3 separate regions of the Mus musculus genome follow, and regions 1 and 2 are each linked to region 3. The links are chromatin contacts, called in public Hi-C maps. All regions are on one chromosome and are shown on one strand. The core of a region is the stretch at or near the end of the contact, and the rest is flanking DNA. Distances in the headings are between cores, read along the strand shown. Region 1 overlaps Gm41642 (a long non-coding RNA gene). Region 2 holds the start of Thada (thyroid adenoma associated). Region 3 overlaps Plekhh2 (pleckstrin homology domain containing, family H (with MyTH4 domain) member 2).

Region 1 (4,587 bases), core at 739-3,238, 86 kb after region 3:
AAAGCTAGTCTTCAGGGGCAGGGCTTTCAGGTCAGACCTAGTTCAAATCCCCTGTGTCCTGTGTGCAAAGTGCATGGTGTCTCAGCAATAGGGCCTTACCTTCATCTCTGGGAGGCAACTAAAGGCAATAGCAGTAGCCTGTTTGGGGAGCCTCTTGAACAACCCTGACCAACAACTCAAAAGACAGCTTCTGGTGCCTTGTGTTGGGGTTCTGGTCCATGGCCTATCAGTCTTTGGAAGAGCACTGTCCACCTAGATGGGATACTTTCACTTAAACTATATATGCATATATATAACCTGATGTATATATATTATATGCAATTTTAGGTAGGTAGATAATATTTTTATCCCTTATGACTTTTTCAGACATTCTTGCTGTTATTTTTCATTCTTTCTTCATATTACTTTCCTTACCTCTCCCTAGTTAGAACCCTCCCCAGTTTCCCCATTTCTGCTTTCAAATGGCTTAAGCCCTGCTATGCCCCTCTCCATTGCTCCTCTTTCTCCACCCCGGGGCCCCTCTTTTACTTCTCTGATTTCTGTAGTCACTCCAGGTTACATAGTCACATTTGAAGATTTGGAGCTAGCAAGCACACACACACACACACACACACACACACACAGAGAGAGAGAGAGAGAGAGAGAGAGACAGAGAGATAGACAGAAACAGAGATAGAGACAGACAGAGACAGACAGAAAGAGGCAGAGAAACAGAAAGAAAAATGGAGATAGAGATAGAGGAAGGTACAGGGAGAAGGAAAGGGAGAGAGACACAGAGAGAGAATAAATGCAGTTTTAAAAATAAATAGAAGTTTAACAAAGTTCATTTGAGTCTTTATGGATTTGGCTCAGGACCCTCAACCTACTAACGTGATGCACATCTGAGACCTTTTGTGTCTCCATGTGCAGATGCTGAATTGAACTCAGGTCAATTTCACTGAAATCCTTCAGGGTTAGGTTGATTTTGCTTTCACAGGAATGTGGATCCTTAGGATTCCTCCTCCTTCTCCCCCCTCCTCCCCCCCCTCCTCCTCCCTCCTCCCCCCCCTCCTCCTCCCTCCTCCTCCCTCCTCCCCCCTCCTCCCCCCTCCTCCCCCTCCCCCCTCCTCCCCCTCCTCCTCCTTCTCCCCCCTCCTCCCCCTCTCCCCTCCTCCCCCTCCCCTTCCTCCTCCTCTTCCTCCTCTTCCTCTTCTTTGAGACAGCATGCCATTTCATAGCCTAGGCTGTTTTCAAACCCCTGTGCTTCACCCTGTTTTCAGCCTCCCAAGGAGCCTCCTGAGAGCAGATGTATGCCACCCGTGTTGGAGGAAAACTTACTTCCTTTATGGAACCAGACTTGTGTTCCTCATAGTTTGGATGTGAAGCCTGCCACCCTCAGCCCATGCTTGTATGCGGATGCCTTGGTTCCAGCCAGTAGTGCTTTTGAGAGATGCTTTTGAGAGGTGTTAACCTCAATGGATCAGTTCATTGGTGAGTTTATATCTGAATGGGCTAGTGGGGCCTGGTTTGGGAAGAGTGGGTTATGGGGATACACCTTCAAGGGTCTGTATTGTCCTTAGAGTCTCATTTTCTCTCTGTCTCCTTCCCACTCCACCACCATGAGGTGAGGGGCTTTCTTCTACTATTCTTTTCCAGCGTGATAGTTGGCTTCCCCCTCAGGACCACAGAGATGAAACCATGAGTCAAAATAAATCGGCTTGCTTCTAAAGCATTTCTCTTGGGCATCCTGCTGTAGCGACATAAAGCTAACAAATGATTTTATTATTTGGTAAACTTGTTTTCTAGTTCTTTCGTACTATACCTGACCAACCAGCATTTTAAGTATTTATTTATGAGAGCAGTATTTGGTAGGGAGAGAATCTGTGTTTGGAGTGTGAATGAATGTCTCCATGGGTTACTTTAAAAGCCCGTATAAGGCTCATCCTCAGCCTTTGTCTTTGTTTGCCTGAGAAACGCTCTGTTGCATTCCAGCTGCACTGAACTGGAAGATTTTATCCATCTTTGGATCAGCAACAGCTGGTCTTGCGCCAGACTCCCAGGACATCAAGCCAAGTACCTCGTAGGCCATTTGGGTCTCTTATGTCTCATACAGCCCAGCCCACTCTAGGCTAACACCTGTCTCCTTCATTGTTAGAGTTTCCATGTATAATAACATACCCTTAGTTTTTCAGATGGCACGATTTTTTTTTTCAGGGAGAATTTGAAATGCTATTGCCATTTGGGGGAAATTCTGACATGAACAAGATTGTTCATTCAGGAAGTGGATCAGAACAAAAGAACGAAGAAACTCTCATGAGAACATTGTTGTCTTGCTTGTCTTAAAGAGTGAAAACTTTTGTTTAACCTCAGAAGTCAGGCCTGCTCTGTTTTTTTGTACTTGGAGATTAATAAGAGCTGACATTGTAATTGTATGGCTTGATAAAATTGTCAAGGACTCAAATGATGTCGAAACCAACCACATGTCGTGTTCTTTTGTGTGTATATGTGGAGTATTTATTTTCCTATTTCTAAAACTCTTTCCTCTCTTGCAAAGGGAACATAATTAGCCTTTTTCAAAAATGATTTTGTATTTTTTGAGCCTGAATACCTCACATTTTTTTCTTTTCTTTTGCTTCTTGTTTTCCTTCTCTCATGAAACTTTAAAGATTAATTGCTTTTTATGAAGTATTTAGTTGCAGGCTCCCTCTAGGGATGCAGGCCAGATAAGCAGTCAAAGTATCTAAAAGAAAGAAAATAGTTATTAAGCTGTGCTTCTTCTTGTTGACACTAAAAAGTATATTTGCATAATAGCCCATCTAACAGATAAAGATAAGAGGGAAGAGGGGCTTTCATTCTAAGATAAAAGAAGATTTTTTTTTTGTCTTGGTTGAGTGTCTTTAAAATTACTTTGTTACATAAAAGTAAAGTGAGCATGGTTCTTCAGTTTGTTTAAGGCAGGGCCACATGCCTTATGATTTAGAATTTTTACATTGATTTTATGAGTTCAATAACTCCCCAGTTTTTCTAAAGCTTGCTTTAAGTCCACAGTGATGGGTCTAAAACTGTCTTCAGCTAAACAAGATGATAAGGGACATCTGCTTAAAACGGTTCAACCTCACGAACTCTGTACCATGTTACAAGTCACAAGGATTTATGTCTTTCTCAAGTAGACTATTCAGACCAATGATTGAGCAATTAGATAATGCTTGGATGCACAGACAGTGTGCAAAAGTGAAATAGAGAGCACTGATGCTAAGCTTACAATTAAGTTACTTCTGTTGCTTAAATCAACAAGACTCATTAAGTATGCAAATACATTTAGAATATTTGCCTGGTTATTCATAGGTGTAATATTAGGATATTTCTGCCTCCTCAAATTTGTTAGAATTATTTGTAATAAGCAGCTGTTGATCTTCAATTCCCTAATTTGTGTGTGTGTGTCTGGGGCAAAATTGATTTCCTTTGGGTTTTTTTGTTTTTGGGGGTTTTTTTTGGTTTTTTGTTTTGTTTTGTTTTTTTGAGACAGGGTTTCTCTGTACAGCCCTGGCTGTCCTGGAACTCACTTTGTAGACCAGGCTGGCCTTGAACTGAACTCAGAAATCTTCCTGCCACTGCTGGGATTAAAGGCGTGTGCCACCACTCCCAGCCTGATTTCCTTTGTTAAATATGACAATTAAAGGTGGGTGTAGCTCAGAGGTGGAGTGTCCGCTCAGCATGCACAGGCTCCCGGGTCACGCAATAGCCCACATAACCAAAAGAAAAGGAAAACAGCAAAAGGAATATAATAAAGGAAAGGGGGTAGTAATTAGATTTGTCTGAAACTCTCTGGAGATTAACAGAATCAAAACGCATTAAGAGGGGTTTTGTTTGTTTGTTTGTTTGTTTCCTATGTTACAGTGGGTTTAGCTTCATGACTTTGTGCTCGCAGAGGGTCGGGGTGCTTCCAGCCATCTGCCCAAGAACTCTTTGGATCCTCAAATGAAAGACACACACACATTAGCTTACTTTTGAAATGCCTTGGCTAGCTCAAATACTGGGCAGTTCGAATCCTCCAACCAGCTAACATTTCCCTCCAGTGCTCCTGACTCAACACCCTCTAAATCTATGATCTATCTATCTTTGCTGCCCTGTTCCTTCTGGGCGGTCCATAGTCTTTGCTGCCCAAGACGCTTCTGGGCAGCCCTTTTGAGGCCGCATTCCTTCTCACCTACATTTCAGATAATTTTCCTTCTGCAGCTCTAAATCCAAGCCATCTCCCTCTGAAACCTGGCGATTCTTCTCTTCTCTCTCTCTCTCCATCCCTAGCCCACACAAATCTCTATCTCTGCCCATTCCTAGCCCACACAAATCTCAAGGTCCTGCCCCGTCTACCTCTGCCCAGCCATTGGCCGATGGTATCTTTCTTTATTGATCAAAAGCCAATTGGGGACAAAGACCTTCAGTGTTTGGACACACAGATTCCCGATTAACTCAAAGCATTAGAACCAATGCCCAACATCTCACCTTTTCTGTCCAAATATTTTTTAAAAAGCTCTTCTCTCAGGCATAACCATAAATTGCAGAGTGTGATATGCAATTAACATCCAGTCTAGCATATTTGTCAGTTAG
Region 2 (4,624 bases), core at 1,660-4,159, 120 kb after region 3:
TGCCCCAAAGCAGGGCTTGGTATTGGATCATCTGGGAGTTAGACATCCATCTCATGGATGCTCCCCTCAAGAGGGTCTCAACAGAATGTGGGACTGTCAGTTTGTGTGCTAAAGTTAATCCGTCAGCTTTTTTTCTCTTACCAGCAAAGTGGTGGCAGTAATGACTCTCATAACTGCTGACCATCCAGCTGTGAACAGGTCAAGTTTCTTGTACAGATCTGTGAGGAGCGGGTGTGGCAGCAGTCCCAAAGGCGCCAGGGACTGCAGCTAAGTCATATGACTTGCACCTGACTTCCTCATATAAGCCAGAAACATCTTGAGAGCTGCGCAGGTGTACCAGGATACCGGTGAATCCATTTTGATGGAGATATGCCCTTGCTGCCCTGATTAGCTGAAGCTGTGTGCCTAGTGAGGTGGCGTGGCCTGTTGTGCGTGGATGGGAACTGAGAGTATAAAAGAGTGAGAGGCCCAGGGTTCGGGAGAGATATAAACAAGGGAGATATAGAGAAAGAAGAAACAGGACTGAATAAACGTGTGCAGAAGGATCCTGTTGCCGTGTCGTTCTTGCTGGCGAGTTGGGGGCGCGCGCAAGATAGATCTGCCACCAAATCTTTTCCAGGCTGCCCGGGTCTGCATGAAAATCCCCTTGACAGTGCCTCTGGCATCGTTCATGCACAAGGCTTAGTAATGTCTAGGAGGGCCAGGGCTGGGCAGACATCAGGGCCTTTCATGGCTTTGAAGGCCCTCTGTTCGGTCTCAGTCCATTCTAAGGACTGGGCTGTCCGTGAGCTGGCATAGAGGGGCTTGACTGTCTCAGCAAATCTCATTATCCATGGCCAGCAGTATCCAACCACCCTCAGGAATTCCCATACTTATTTTTGACCAGGGAGTAGGGATTTTCTTCAACTGCTGATTCTGTCTGCTGTTTGAGATTTCTTTTCTGCTACTGTTGCATTCCAGATTTTTCCTGCATTTTAATTCTTTAGCTGGCTGAAAAAAATTAACCTAACCCAAACCTCTAGACTGTATCATTTCAGGACCCCCAGACTATCAGTAGTTTGTTACTATTAGGAAAACCCCAGGCAGCCCTAAAAAGCAGGCCCACTGACTTGGTCCAAAATGACAGTCTTGGCTCAGCTCATGCTGCCCTATAGAATTGCTGACATTTTCAGCGTTCCTCAGAAATTTGAGGAATGGTTTCTGTCTGTCAGGAAGAGCCTTTCTCCTATTTTCCCTGCTTCTGGCAAAGAAGACATCTTCCTCCTTGTTGACATGCACCTCTGGTGCACACCAGAGCCAATGCTAGCCTCCAAACTCTTCTGGTCCTTTTCCACAGGTCCTGGTTAGGCATCTCAGAGCACAGATTAGTATCCTGGCCTTTTCCACTTCCTCCTCTAATTTAACAGTAGCCAGGCTTCCCTGATAATAACCTACTAATAACCTACACAATTCTTGCCACATCCGTCCTGCTTCCCTATCCCCGGCTATGTCCAGTCCCCTGCCCTGCTCCCACCCCTCTGCTCTGGACTCCTCCAGAGCAAATGTCCATATATATCAGCACAAATGCAGCACAGTAGAGAACGGCATATTAACAGTGAGTCAAAGAATTGTCACCACTCAGTTTTAGGTGAGTGACCTGAAAGCAATGCCAAAAGATGTGAATCGGTGGATAACAGACACAAAATCAACCAAGCTATTGTTTAGTGATACTGTAAGACCCCTGAAGCTTGGCCTCCGCTCAAGTCCCAGGATAAGTTGGCCAGCACCCCAAAGACGGGAGAGAAAATCACACTGATGCAAACTGCAAGAGGTTTTATTATCAGCTAGCTGAGGACAAACTCCTTCCGCCATGCAGGTCAGGGGAGTTTGACCCGACCCCGATGACCCCAGTGACAGTAGGGGGCTTTTAATAGCTAGCTGAGGAGTTGGGAAGAGTTGGGCGGAGTGTCCTTGGTGAAATTTACAAGGCAGAAGGAGTGGGGAGTGAGTTCTTTCTGAATTTTTATCTTCCCCTAACCCTAACCCTGAGTCCTTGGCACAGGAAGCCAGGCAAGTGCTGGCTGGGTCTTTTACAATTATCGCATCTCTGGTTGTAAAGTATAGAAACAAAAAGGCTTTTTGCTGGCTATAGAGAACAAAGAGCTTCTTTCTAGCTGTATTTTTATAGGTCAGGGAAAACAAGCTTGGGGAAATGTTTTAGGGGCTTTACCTTTCAAGGAGAAACGCTTTAAGTCAGGGTCTCACAATACACGTGGCAAAACCACAAAGAAATACAAAGTTTGATAGAAAAGCCATCCACCTGATGAACCTAATTTTCATTGTTTTTCCCAACTATGTATCTCAGAGCCCAGGCCAGCATCCCGGCCTTTTCAGCATCTTGTCCGTTCTGTGATCTTGTCCCTTGTCCCAGCTCCTTACTAAGGTGATATAGGTCTCTAATTTTTACTCAGTTTTAAAGGACTGGACTGCAAGATAGTCTGTGAGTTGTGTAAAAGATGCAGCCTTTAAGGCAGCGTTTAAGGCTCGGACAGTGGAGTTCAAGTCGTTGCTCTTGGCTTCAGTTCCCGTCCCTGGCACAACCGTCCCCGAGTGTAGATTTTGCCTGTCTCTGCGCTGGGCACAGTGAATGTAGAAAGTCTGGGTTGGAACAGAAATGTCGGCCTGACACCTAGAGGTGTGGAGGCTGCTGCTCTGCCAGCCAGAAGGAGGTGAGGGGCATGCAATTCCCAGCAGTCACCATCATAGGCTCGCTTATCAAGAACTGTTTAGTCGCGGGCTCTCTAAATCCCCTCGCAAACGCCCTCTTTGATGACGTCACAACCCACCCTCACTTCTGATTGGAGGAGCGGCACTCGGCCGCTCTCGCGATATTTCCGTGCCAGCTTCCAGCCCTGCCTCCCTTCGCCGGGGACCGGTTTTTGGATCGCGCACCACGTTACAAGCCGCAGGGACGCGGTAGACTTGACGGGCTTCCGGGTCTCGTCCAGAGGTGGCGACGCTTTGCAGACGTCCTCGGGCACGAGGTTTGGCTCGCGGGCGCGCTGCCTGCCAGGCACGCGGGCGCGGGGGACCGACTTCGCCACAGCGCGGCCGGGGCAGCTTGCAGGCCACCCCGAGGGTGCCAGCCGTGGCTTCCGGGCGCTGAGGTCTCCATGGAGACAGACAGCCCTTGAACCACGTTTTCATCCGTCCTTCTGTCAGTCTTTGGACTCCACGTGGGAGGCGGTCGGGAAGGTGTAGATGTAGATGGGCGGGAAGCAGCAAGTGGCACCTATGGGCAGATGCCCATCAGGCTGAACCGGGATTTTCGGCTCTGGGCCGGCCCAGTTCACCCGGACACACGTTTACCCTTAGAACGCGCAGAATCACCGAGTCTATCTCTGTGTAGTCCCTAGGACTCCGGGATCAAATACTGCTGCAAACTTGCCATTTCAAATCACAAGTGTCCCCTCAGTTTCCTTCCTCAGTACTTTCTCAGTACTTTGCACGCTGGCTGCTCGTTTGGGAAATTATTTCCCTAAACTTAACCCAGAACTTCAAGGCCTTTCCTTGTTGTCTCTCTGTCTGGCTGTGTTCATTAACTTTTTTGCTTGACTGCTCATTTGCCGTTGCTGTAGTGACTTGCCGTCCAAATGGACTATAAATGCTTCAGTTTCTGGAGCGGTATGCCACTTAGCTGTAGCATGTCCTTTTAGGTACCAGGTAGCCCACCTTCCTTCTAAAAGTATATATGTCCCTCCTATAATATCTCTAGCAATTGTTAATTAAGAATTCCTTGATTTAGTTCATGAAATTTTAATAAAGCATTTACTACATGCATGAACGACTAAGGAGTTAAGAACGGGAACACTGAACACAACTATTCAGTTCATTGCAACCTTTATGGAGCTTAGTGCTAGGAAAAACAGGCAATAGACAGGTGTGCCAGTTAGTGTAATCTTAGGTAGTAATACATGCTGTGAAAGAAATCTGAAATGAATGGCAGAGGAAGCTGGGGCCAGATTGTTTTCAGGCCATACACCCAAATTTGGATGTAACTAATGCATTTTATTTAGTGCAAGGGAAAACCTTTGGGAAGTTTATAAGCAAGTGCATGGTTAGATTGCTTTGATTCTTCAGAGACAAGTAGGGACAACAAGGAAGCTATGTCAGGAGTTTAAGTGACGCATGCTGAGTCGTTTTCTGCCTGGGAGGGTCTGCAGGTAGACCATTCCTCAGTGGCCACGGAGGTCTGCCTTTGACTTAAGCTGGAATCTGTATCCTCAAAGCTTTCGTAGAATGTCTAATTATTAAATGGGACAAAAGAAATCTCTCCTTCAAAGCAGCACCTCATTTAAGGACAACATAATGAAACCCCCCATTTTCAAGGTAGTAAAAAAACCTTAAACAAAAAGCCCACAGATTTTGTTTGGCAAACCAGATCTCCTCAGCTCAGAAATTGTCACTCACTAGTGGCTTTGTTGGGAGATATCTATTGGTCATCTTAATTTGTTGGTAGTAAGATAATCCTGGCATCTCATGGGGTGCAGGCTGGGGAGGCTCTAAGCACCCTACGGTGCACAGCCCACCATCCTCAGTAAGAGACACGTGGCCTCAAATGTCACTGTTGTTGCAGGAGAAACTC
Region 3 (4,399 bases), core at 372-2,871:
TTTTCCTTAATAGCTAATTTCATCAAAACACAACAAACATAATAATACACATAATACATACACAATCCATTTATTTCCTATCAATTTGTGATTCGTTCTTTGTCATACATAGTTATATACATACAGCAAATATAGTTATTCACTTTTGTTGTCTCTAAACCTAAGTTTTTACAGGAAAAAAACAACAAAGAATGAAAGCTGTTAGAGCCTTAGGCTCACTGGGTGTGCCCAGCCCGGGATGCTCACACTTGTACACAGAAGGAGCATCCATCCCCCACGACTGCCACTAATTTTGATCTTGAGACAGTTTTATCAATAGATTGAAGACCAGCATGTTTAGATGAGGATTATTTCCTGATAGGTAAAAAAAAGTCACAGAAAACAGAAATTAAAAGGCTTTTTTTTCCTCCCCCAAATTTGTTCTTAATCCCATTAAAATTGGCCTGAAACCCTCAGTACGTGAAGTATAACGTCTGAGTCACTTTAGAAGAACTGGGAGATGTTAGGTACCTTCTCGTGCTTAGATCCGATGAGCAGGTAAGTAGGGCCCTGGTCTTTGGGGTGGACAATGATGGTGTAGTGAGTGGACAGCAGATAGCACCCCCGGGTCTCATAGTCCTCGTCGGAGTCACAGGACCTGTCCACCTCTTCCACCTTAGCCTCCCAGAGTTTGAGCTGACCTAGAGGGAACTGAAGCGAAGGCCAGTTACTCGAGCGAAGGTGCTGTCTGTCTCTTCCTTTACAAGTTACTGCGGCCCTTTCCTCTTCTCCTTTAAAAGGCATGCTTTGAGAGTCAAATACCTCACTGAAATCTAACATGGCCATGTTGTCACAACATGACAGCAAAAGGCAGAAACCCTAACTGTGATATAAAACCACTGAGTGAATACTGGACATTTAACACTTGAGGCAAAAATAACCAGGATGCACTCTGGTGACGGATTCCTGGCTCAGGATGCAGTTATATTTCAGCCTAAATACTCAGTGGACTGTCTTCCTCACAGATTGGTGAGTGGTTTGGTTTAAGCTAGTCAATCAAGAGGTAAAATGTAGACATAGGCTCCAGATTGTCCACAGAAAGACATAACGAGGCAGTTGGTACAGAGGCTAGCTTAGACCCCCATTGATGACCTGAGTTCTCAGACCATTGATCAAAGTGTGTCACACATCCCTGGGAAAGGCTGTAGCTCTTTCCACTGCAATTTAAGGGTAGGCAAATCTTCCTACAGCTGGTTTTGTTAAAGTTTACTCTTTCTTTTACTAACATAGCATGCCTCCCCTGCTCGCCAGTTAGTAGATCTGTATGTATTTAAACTTCTATGCTAGTTAAGGACATTGCAGGGCATTCTTCAGATTTATAGCTCCTAAAATATTTGGCCAGGTTCAAAAATGTTTGCAGAGATTACTTTTTTTTTTTCTTTTTGGCCGGGAAGGATGCTGAGACAATGCCTTACTATACATGCAGGTACAGCAGTCATCCCCCTGCATCAGCTTTCCAAGTACTGGCTGCAATTCTTTGAAAAAGCCAGTCCTAACCACAAAGACATGTGCGCTCTCTCCTCCGCTTCCGTGGTGCATTCCAAGGCTCTGTGCTTGGCCTCCCTGTCCTGACCACCTACACACGCAGTGGGTGATCTCATCTAAGCTCATGGCTTTAGTCCCAGCCTATGCTAGCTGTTCCCAGATGCCTAACTCCAGTCTGATCTGGACCCGGATGTCTAGCAGCATCTCAAGCTCCCTTCGGCGTCTCCCTCAGCCACCTGCTCCCCCAGCTGTCTCCACTGCCCTCAGTGATGTCATCTTTCCAAAAGTTTAGGCCAAAAACGCTGACAGTACTGCTGACCCTTTTACTTTGCTGACATAAGTTCTCATCTACAAGACCTCCAGAATATATGCTTGTTTCTGATTAGCGCCTCCACCAACCACAGCTGTCTCGGACTGGATTAGTCTACCAGTCTCCTGATTAGAATCTTCCCTGTTCCCTCCAGCCTGTTCCTAAGTTAAAGAGGATGAGACTGTGGCAGCTCTGCTCAAAATCCTCCAGTGTGTCCTGTCTTACTCAGAGTAAAAGTTGGAGGCAGTGGAACATGGCACTCCAGAGACGCCTTAATGAATAAATATTATCTTGTGCTAAATCTACCTGGTGGCTGGTTAATACTAAGGACTACTTAATTAAACATACTGTCTTTCACATGGAATGTATTTGAGTGTTAAAAAATGATTTTTATTTTATACGTATGTGTTTGTCTGTCTATGTTATGTTACATGTCTGTGGTTCCAGCAGAGGCCAGAAGAGATTGGCAGATTCCCTGGAACTGGAGTTACAGGTGACTGCGAGCATCTGTCTCAGTGTGGGTGTTGGGTACCAAACAGGTCCTCTAGAAGAGCATCCAGTCCCTGGCCTCTATCCCCTCAATTTATTCTAAAGATAAATTCACTTACTGAACTGCTCTAAAACTGTGCCCCAATTCCATATCGGAACTTTAATGCCCATTTTTTCTGAACATCAGTCTAGCAGGGAATGCTGAATGTCGCTCTGCACTGGGCCTAACGCTTCAGGCAGCACTGCCATGCAAGCTCTTCCTTGCTCCTCTGGACACATCTTTCTAACAGCTGTGACTGTTAACTCCCACGCCACCGGCAATGAGAGAACAATGGCCTGAATGTTAAATCCAGCTGGTAGACCTGAGAATACAGCCTGAGAAAAGGGACCAGGGAAATAACTGACCCACGTGGTCACTGGACCGAGTCTAGGGTCATTAACTGACCAGCCACAGGCTGCTGACACCGTCATTCTATACGAGCTTGAGGCTCATCGATATTGGCTAAATTCATGTAATTGTGGTAACACCAAGGTGACTGAGTGTCCACAATGACCTGTGACCCTTTTACCTTGGGTAGATGGCCTATCTTTCTACTTTCAGAGTGAGGATTACTCCAGTTCTTGGGTGTGAGGCAGATATTAGTTTAAAAATGAATAGACAGGATATAACACGTAAATGGATGGACTGGTAAGAGGCATCCAGGCATCCAAGACCCTACAGCCGAGCTGCTCAAACCCTGTAGCTTCTTCTAATTGGGCAGAACCCTGGGGAAAGCTGTTAAGGAATGTTAGCAGTAAAACAAGGCTTTGCTCTTCCAGTTCTTAGGAAGTACGTTAGGTACAAGCTACTAAGCCAAAGTTTAAAGCAAAGGCCAAGCAGGTTACTGTGGTAGGGGAGCAGGGTGGAGGGAGGGTATAGGGAACTTTCGGGATAGCATTTGAAATTTGAAATGTATATAAAGAAAATATCTAATAAAAAAAGAAATAAATGTAGATGACACCAAGCTACCAAAAAGTCTACCGTTTCCCCTAGCAACAGAAAAGCCAAAAAGAAAAGCTTTTTAAGCTAGCACATGCAAAATTCCTTCTCTCGTTGGGATATTAGAGTGGGTACATACCTTATCCTCTTGATTGCGGAAATAATACAAGACCTTTCCAACAAGCATGCACCAGACCCTCTTAGAGTAGCCATGCTTCACCTGGAATTACATTGCAATGGATTAAAATGTGGTTCAGAAGTCTGGAAAATTGCAGTATAGTTTACATGTTCTCTGTGAGGCTCCACAAATGCTGGCTCAAGACGGAAGTGGTCATCTGCTTAAACGCTGCCCAAGATTTGCCTGTGACAGTGGCTGATGGCACTGCACAGACTGGAAGCTTTACAGTGTACCATGCAATGATTCCGGAGAGTCTGCTGTGTGTCACATGAAAAGCTGCAGGCTAGAACAGAAGTTCTTAACCTGTGGGATAGAACACCTTATGGGGCGGGGTGTCAAAAGACCCTTCCACAGGGTCTGTATATCAGATATCCTGCATATCAGATATTTATATTCTGATTCATAACAGCAGCAAAGTTACAGTTATGAAGTAGCAATGAAAATAACTTTATGGTTGGGGTCACCCCACCATGAGCAATTATTCTAAAGGGTCGCGTCGTTAGGAAAGTTGGGAACTGCTGGCCTAGGGTCAGGCGCAGATCAGATGAGTACCGTGAGGGTCAGAACCTGGTAGCCTTGACAGCTCTGGACTGTGAGTTCCCATCCGCACTAGTCCTGCTCGGCACAGGTATTCAAGGTCCACCCACACAGACCCCACAACATCCTCCACTCTCCAAGGACATGAAGAGACCCAGTCCTACCAGTGGGCAAGCTTAAGATGAAGCCCCATTATTCCCACTCCACAGACACACAGACACACAAACACACACATACAGAGACACAGATACACAGAGAGACACCCATAGACACACACACACACACACACACACACACACACACACACAAACACAGACACACACACACACACACACACACACACACACACACACAAACACAGACACACACACACACACACACA

What was found. Hi-C and Micro-C count contacts between places; a contact is called where the count stands out from the background.
Region 1: a contact with region 3 is called in a Hi-C map of uterus, with 2.7 times the contacts expected there. The contact joins two enhancer-like sites. A contact is called at or near these places in 5 of 39 promoter capture datasets (the 3T3-L1 cell line, the SN4741 cell line, hippocampal neurons and 2 more), 4 of 484 Hi-C or Micro-C datasets (the AML12 cell line, the HL-1 cell line, nephron progenitors and 1 more) and 1 of 115 datasets of contacts at active chromatin or transcription factors (embryonic stem cells).
Region 2: a contact with region 3 is called in a Hi-C map of embryonic fibroblasts, with 5 times the contacts expected there. The contact joins the promoter of Thada here to the enhancer-like site in region 3. A contact is called at or near these places in 4 of 39 promoter capture datasets (the 3T3-L1 cell line, neural stem cells and second pharyngeal arch cranial neural crest), 1 of 15 datasets of contacts at CTCF or cohesin (the NIH/3T3 cell line), 6 of 484 Hi-C or Micro-C datasets (the 3T3-L1 cell line, the C2C12 cell line, adipose-derived mesenchymal stem cells and 3 more), 4 of 115 datasets of contacts at active chromatin or transcription factors (embryonic stem cells, fibro-adipogenic progenitors, neural progenitor cells and 1 more) and 3 of 9 other capture datasets (adipose tissue, embryonic stem cells and pancreatic islet).

The regions. Positions count from the first base shown.
Region 1 is chr17:84,496,267-84,500,853 of GRCm38.p6, reverse strand. Gm41642 (a long non-coding RNA gene) reads left to right here. Exons shown (of 3, transcript XR_877064.1): 2 at 1,260-1,470. Among named protein-coding and RNA genes, the nearest start is that of Gm41642, 6.1 kb to the left of the region's middle. Within about 2 kb of position 1,988, at least 37 of the 459 cell types and tissues checked have an H3K27ac peak or open chromatin away from gene starts, as enhancers often do. A contact at or near this core is called in uterus, where this site is marked.
Region 2 is chr17:84,464,493-84,469,116 of GRCm38.p6, reverse strand. Thada (thyroid adenoma associated) reads left to right here and starts at 2,909. Exons shown (of 38, transcript NM_183021.3): 1 at 2,909-3,023; 2 at 4,616-4,624.
Region 3 is chr17:84,582,588-84,586,986 of GRCm38.p6, reverse strand. Plekhh2 (pleckstrin homology domain containing, family H (with MyTH4 domain) member 2) reads right to left here. Exons shown (of 30, transcript NM_177606.4): 16 at 3,442-3,522; 17 at 511-690. Among named protein-coding and RNA genes, the nearest start is that of 4930500A05Rik, 32 kb to the right of the region's middle. Within about 2 kb of position 1,621, at least 46 of the 459 cell types and tissues checked have an H3K27ac peak or open chromatin away from gene starts, as enhancers often do. A contact at or near this core is called in the C2C12 cell line, adipose tissue, adipose-derived mesenchymal stem cells and 6 more, where this site is marked.